2 separate regions of the Anser cygnoides genome follow, and region 2 is linked to region 1. Evidence: chromatin contacts called from public Hi-C data. All regions are on one chromosome and are shown on one strand. Each heading gives the region's core, a stretch centred on a gene start, on an enhancer-like site or on the middle of the called end of the contact. The rest is flanking DNA. Distances are from core to core; before and after follow the strand shown. Region 1 holds the start of MAML1 (mastermind like transcriptional coactivator 1). Region 2 holds the start of RNF130 (ring finger protein 130).

Region 1 (2,991 bases), core at 296-2,795:
ACCGTATCATTGTCACGAAGGCCACCATTTAGAAATACCTGTTTTGGAGAAAGACAGGTATTATGACAGGCACCCTTTAAGAGGTTATCCTACTAACCTACGTTACTGACACATTAGCGCACAGCGGTACGTCTGAAGGGTTCAGAGTAAGTTAAGCAACAGCTATCTTGATATACAAACGTGGCTGTATGAATAAGTCCTGACAACCAGAAATGCTAGAGAGGCCAGAGAAACATTCAGATTTTGAGCTAAGCCAGTTTTTACTGGGTGGAGTGGGATTCCCATAGTGTTCACACCCACTGCAGCGAGCAGCAAATAAGCGGCTGCCTTCCTACTTCAAGTGGAGCTCTTTCCAAGATGCAGCAAAACTCTTATTTTTTAGTATCTCCTTGGTAATAAGCGCACCCGTATCAAGTACCCTTAACAAGTGACCCGATTAAACCCTGACGGATTACATGAAGGCACAAGCCAACAAAAACACCCCCCAAAGCCTCCGCAGCACCGACGATCCCCTGACAGATTCTGCAGGGACATTTTGGGTGAAACTCCCCGCAGTACAGCTCCCCAGGCTGCGCGGTTCCCTGAAGGAGCACAGCCACCGTCCGTAGGAACCGGTGAGCGACCCCTTAACCCCCTCCGCCCCCGGCAGCAGCTTTCAGCACCCTTCCAGCAGCCAGGGGAAGGGAATCAAGAGGGGCCGCAGCCACCAGGAGCTCCCGGAGGGGGGCTCGCTGCCAGCCGGTCCCCCCCCTCCCGGTCCCTCCCGGTCCCCCCCCCCCCCGGTCCCCCCAGCCCCCTTACCGCGATCAGCGTGCTGCTGCGGCCGTGCTGCTCGCCGCTCGCCGCCTCGGCGTCCAGCCCGTTGGCCCCGCTCCTGTCGGCGCTGCCCCCCGCGGCGGTCGGCGGCGGCGGCGGGGGGGGAGCGGGCGGCGGCGGGGCCGGGGGCGGCTGCCGGTGCTTGCCGGCCCGCTTGGCCTTGGCCTGCAGGCAGCGCTGGTGCAGGGCGAAGGTCTGCTGGCGCTCCAGCTCCAGGCGCTCCGGGGACACGGCCTGGTAGCGGGACTCGCAGGCGCTGTGGTGCCGCCGGCAGAGCTCGATGCGGCGCCGGAGCCGCTCCATCACCGCGCTGTGCCGCGGCACCACGAACTCCGCCATGGGGCAGGGCGGCAGCACCATGGGCCGGGAAGGGGAGGAGAGCGGCCGCCGGTCAGCGGCTCCGCGAAACGGCCCTCGCCATAGCGGGGCTGCCCCTCGCCGCCCTTCCTCCCCCTCCTCCCCTTCCTCCTCCTCCTCCTCTCTCCTCCTCCCCCCTCCCCCCCCTCCTCGGCCCGGCGCCCCTACGGCTCCCCCCGCCCCACTTCCTCCTTCTGCCCCGCGGCCGGCGCCGCTCCGCTCAGCTCCCCTCTCCCTCAAGCCCTGCGCCCCGCTGTGCCCCCGGCCGGAGCCCGCTCGGCTCCCTCCCGCCCCGGCGCGGCTCGGCTCAGGCGCTGCCCGGCGGGCGCCGCTCTCAGGCGCGGGCGGGCGCCGAGCCCCGAGCCCCCATTGTTAGCCGCGCCGCCGCCATCTTGAAATTGTTTTTCCCCTCCAGAGCCGAGCGGAGGAGCAGGAGGCGGGGCTTCCTGGGTGGCGGGTGACGTCACGCCGCGCGGCGCGGCGAGGGGGTGACGGACGGCGCTGCCGCCCAATGGGAAAGGGGGGGAGAGGGGAGGAAAGGGGCGGGGCGAGAGCGGCCGGCAGGAGGCGGCCTGCGGAGGGTTTAAAAGGCAGGGGCGGGGAGGAGCTGGATAAAGGGGCGGGGCCTGCGGGTGATTGGCAGCTGGGCCAGGCTCTGATGTGCCCGCCCCGCGGGGCCGGGGAGCGGCTCCTGGAGGGGCCCCTGAGGTGAGGGCTCGGGGCGAGCTCCCCGGCCCCTGGGTCGAGCAGGGGAATTAATTAGACAACAGAAGGCAAACTCGAGTTAATTTATTTATTTACATCCTCTTCGTGCGTAAGCGCGCAGCGCAGCCACAAGTAGCGGGGAAAGGCTCAGTGAGGCCACGAATAAATAACGCTGGGAAAGGTGCAGCCCTGACAGAAGGCGCAGGGCCTGGGGGGATGAAAGGCTGAGAGCAGGGTGCAAGGGAGAGCCCGGCCCCCGGGCACTGCTCTTATGGGACAGGCAGAGGAAGAGGCCGAGGATCAGCTCTGGCAGCCCTCAGCACTTCCCCCCATCCCTACCTGCTACCAGAAGTCAGCCTTGGATCAGACAACCTCGGTACATTTTAATAGTCCCCGATGAATTATCGTGAATTAATTACAGTTTCCATGCAGTTAACACTTCTACAGCAGGTTACCTGCAGCCTGATCAACTGCTTTCTGAGCACCACTGCTAGGAGAAAAAAGACAAACTCCAGCCTTTTCTACTCTCCTACCCTGCTACAAGCACTCCCCCACCCTTATTTACCTGAAGCACCTCACCCTCCCTCACCGCCCTCCCTTGAGTCAGCATCCCTCACCGAGGCTGCTCTCAAACACCCAGCCCCAGCATACCTTCACATACTTTGCACCGATTTCAAACCTAATTCACAGATCACCACCAGGCAGAGCTACACTACTTAGAGAACACAGCTGTACTTGCATTTTTTCCCCAGTCAGGCTAAGCAGACAGCAATTTTTTTTTCCTTCAAAGTTTTAAAAGCAATTCTGAAGTTAAACTGAGCCACCCAAGTCAGAAGGCAAGATAAGAAGTAACTTTTGAGTTGTCTATCCGTTTTGGAAAGTCATAATTTATTGTAGTGATTATTTAAGCATACACTATGGTATCAAAAAAAAAAAGCCATAACATGCAGACAGGAGACCTCTTAAGGAGATTTAGCAGAAGCAAATGTAGATTTACATTTCACCTTAACATAATACTATTTAGAAGCTGATAGCCGATCTTAAGTTCCTTTTTGATGCTTGGAAAGAACATGTATGCACATGAATTGTTCAGGAATTTAAGGCAATTTGCAT
Region 2 (3,246 bases), core at 672-3,171, 170 kb before region 1:
CCCTTCTCCTCAGCGCCCCGGCCCCGCCGCGGAGCCGCCGCCTCTCGCCGGGCGCTCCCCGGGGAGGCCCCGCAGGTGGCGCCCTCAGCCCGTGGGCGGCCGCGGGCCTCGGGAGGGGAAAATGGCGGCGGGGCCGCGGGCACAGGGGGAAGTGTGCTCCATTGAGCTCCATGGGAGCGACGGGATGTAGGCTGGGGGAGCACTGGATGCAACGTTAAGGGGTATATGGCCATTTCTCCCCCCGAAACAAACAAGGGGAGCCAGGGTGAAACCCGGCACTGCTCCGTCTTCACCCACGCGGTGACCTGTGAAGACCTCAGAGCCATTTGGCTGACAACAAAAAGGGCCCTGCCACACGGCCACCAGTGGAGACATGGCTGCCGTGTGCTGTGCCTCAGCATGAGGAGAGCAGGGGACGTGTCCCGGAGGCAGCCGTCGCAGCCGGAGCGAAGGGAAGCTGTGTCCGTCCAGAGGGCTTTGGCCGCTGCCGGGCTGTGGGCAGGCGCAGAGGAGCGCTCATGGCAGTGCTGGTTGTGTGGGGCAGAAACACAGACTGCAGGAAACGGGACAAAGCAGAACGAAAAGCAGACCTTTCTTGTGGTTAGAAAAGGGAAGTGGGGAGGCTGGATGCAGAGGTCATAGTGCTGAAAAATCAAACTAATATCTGCTCTGCAGGAACGATGGCTCGGGACCATGGTCTGCACAGAGCAGTATCAGTGTGTTTGCCATGACTCTTGCCCTCCTGTTGCTCCTCCATCTGGGGTGAAAGGCTTGGTGAAATGTTGAGGGGCCATTACCGGCCTTTGGTTCCTCACCCAGCATTTGCCAAGAATGGCAAAAAAAAAAAAAGAGAGAAAAAAAAAAAGAAAAAAACAGAAACAGAACATTCAGCTGATGCTTCAGAAACATTTCCTGGATTGTATTGACATTTCTATGGAGCTTTTCATAGACAGCATCTCAGAGGATCTTAACAGCACCACAAGCAACGTGCCTTTAGCAGACCCCGTGGCTCCCCTCTGCTCAGAGACGCAGGCTTGCAAAGCCTCCTGCCTTCCTTGGGAATGACACGGGACTCTCTGAGGGAAGGCTTAGACCCACAGTTGCAGCTAAATGTAATAAATAGAACGTGCTTTTAGTGTGTTATCTTACACACGTGTGACTAGGTACATCACGAGTGGATAAACTACAAAACCTTCCAAGAGAACAGTTTGAGAAGATGCTTAGGTTAAGCACAATGCTTATCAGAGGGCCTCGCAGAGCAGCTGGGGAAGTCACCAGGGAGACAGTATCTCAGAAGAACAGCAGCACAGTTACTCGTTTGGAAATTTAGAAAATATCCTAACCCACAGCCCTGCGGTACTTTTCCTTGCCATAAATAATTTCCAGATAATTTGCTTTTCAAAAACAGAGCAGGCCGTTACGCTGTTTAGTTACTTTTCTGGTCATGAAGTGGCTCAAAGCCTTTGTAAGCAAGAGAGCGATTCCTCAGGTCCTGCTTTACAGCGTTTCACGCGATTTGCGTTTATTCACGTTTCAGTGCGGGTGAGGCTTCCCCTTTCAGCACCGCACAAACAAGGAACCCCACGCTAGGAAGGGGCAGTCGCGGGCTGAGGCCGAGCTGCCCACAGCCCTTCACACCTGCAGCTCTCCCTCCTCCCCACCCACGCGTGCTTTTAAGCTCCCCCGTGTTTATTTTTGACGGCTTCGAGGCCGGGGAGCGGCGCTGAGGAGCCGGGGCAGCCCCCACACCCCCGCAGCCCCTCACAGCGGCGGGCGCCCCCAGCCACCACCGACCGACCGCGTGACGTCACTCCCCGTGACTCCACCCACCCTCCACTGGGGGCGTGGCTTACGCATGCCCCGCCCCTCGCCCTCGTGGCGCCGGGCGGGGCGTAGCGCGCCTGCGCAGTGCGGGCGGCGCCGGGCTGCAGTCGGGGCGCCGGGCGCGGAGCGGGGCGGCCGTGGAGCGGAGCCGGGCAGGGCAGGGCAGGGCCGGGCCGGGCATGGGGCGGCAGCCGCCGGCCGGGGCAGCCGGCCGGGCCAGCAGCGGATCGCGCCGCCCGCCGCACTAAGCCGAGCCTCAGCCCAGCGGCCGCCTGCGGGGACCGCCTCCTCTTCCTCCTCCTTCTCGCCCCCGGTGCCCGCCCGCGTCCCCCCGGCGGCAGCATGAGCGCGGCGCCCTGAGCTGCGGGGCCGGCGGAGAGGGGCTCGTCCCTACCCCTACCCCCCCCCCCCCCAGCCCCTCAGCGGAGCGGGACCCGCCGCCACTTCCCTGGCTCCTCCCATGGCATGAGCCCGCGCTCTCCTTCCCCCCCCCCTCCCGCCGCCTGCTTTCGCTCCGTCTCCCTCCCCGGGCCGGCAGATGGGATAACGTGCCTCGCTGCCACCCCCCCGTGCCGGACCGGAGCGGGGGGCCCGGCCCCAGGTCAGCCGTGACCGCCGGTTCGGTTCCGCCCGGAGGCGAAGATGAACCCGCGGCGGGGCCGGCGGCCCCCGACCGGCGGCTCCTCGGTGCTGCTGCTGCTGCTGTGGCACTGCTGGCTCTGGCCGGCCGGAGCCGACAACGCCAGCCAGGCGTACTACACCGCCCTCATCAACGTGACGGTGCTGAGCCCCGAGCGGGGCGGCCCCACGCTGCTCAGGATCGACCGCGGCCGCTACGGGCAGGATTCCCCCAAGGTGGAGGTCAAGGGCCTGCTGGTGGCTCCCGTGCCCATCAACGGAGGTAACGGCCTGCGGGGGGGGGGGGGAGGAGCTGGCGGGGGGTCCCTGCCTCTGCTGGGGGTCCCCGCTGCTCCTGTCAGGGGTCCCCGATGCTGCTGGGGGTCCCCACTGCACTTGCCAGGGGTCTCTGATGCTGTTGGGGATCCCCATTGCACTTGCCAGGGGTCCCCGATGCTGCTCAGGGTCCCAACTGCACTTGCCAGGGGTCTCTGATGCTGTTGGGGGTCCCCGATGCTGCCTGGGGGTCCCCACTACTGCTGCCAGGGGTCCCCGATGCTGCCGGGGGTCCCCGCTCCTTGCCACTCCATCCGCTCCCATTTCTGCCCACCTCGGCCTCTTCTCGCTCGTCGGCGAGGCGGTTGGCCTTTGTCTGAGCTTTGCAGACTTTCCTAGAGAGCTCTGGGAAAAGAGCAGGGAGAAGTTGCCCACGGGGAAAAAAGGAAAAAAAAAAATCCATGATCTGGCTTCAATGACAGCTCGGCGAAGCATAATGGGTTTAGTCCAAGTAGGCTGGTCGTGTGG

Evidence for each region. A called contact is a pair of places that touch in the nucleus more often than the background predicts.
Region 2: a contact with region 1 is called in a Hi-C map of liver, with 2.3 times the contacts expected there. The contact joins the promoter of RNF130 here to the promoter of MAML1 in region 1. A contact is called at or near these places in 3 of 7 Hi-C or Micro-C datasets (granulosa cells and liver).

What each region holds. Positions count from the first base shown.
Region 1 is chr14:5,692,825-5,695,815 of Taihu_goose_T2T_genome, reverse strand. It overlaps MAML1 (mastermind like transcriptional coactivator 1), which reads right to left and starts at 1,545. Exons shown (of 5, transcript XM_048057310.2): 1 at 802-1,545. The coding sequence starts at 1,176.
Region 2 is chr14:5,861,236-5,864,481 of Taihu_goose_T2T_genome, reverse strand. It overlaps RNF130 (ring finger protein 130), which reads left to right and starts at 1,921. Exons shown (of 9, transcript XM_048057193.2): 1 at 1,921-2,725. The coding sequence starts at 2,467.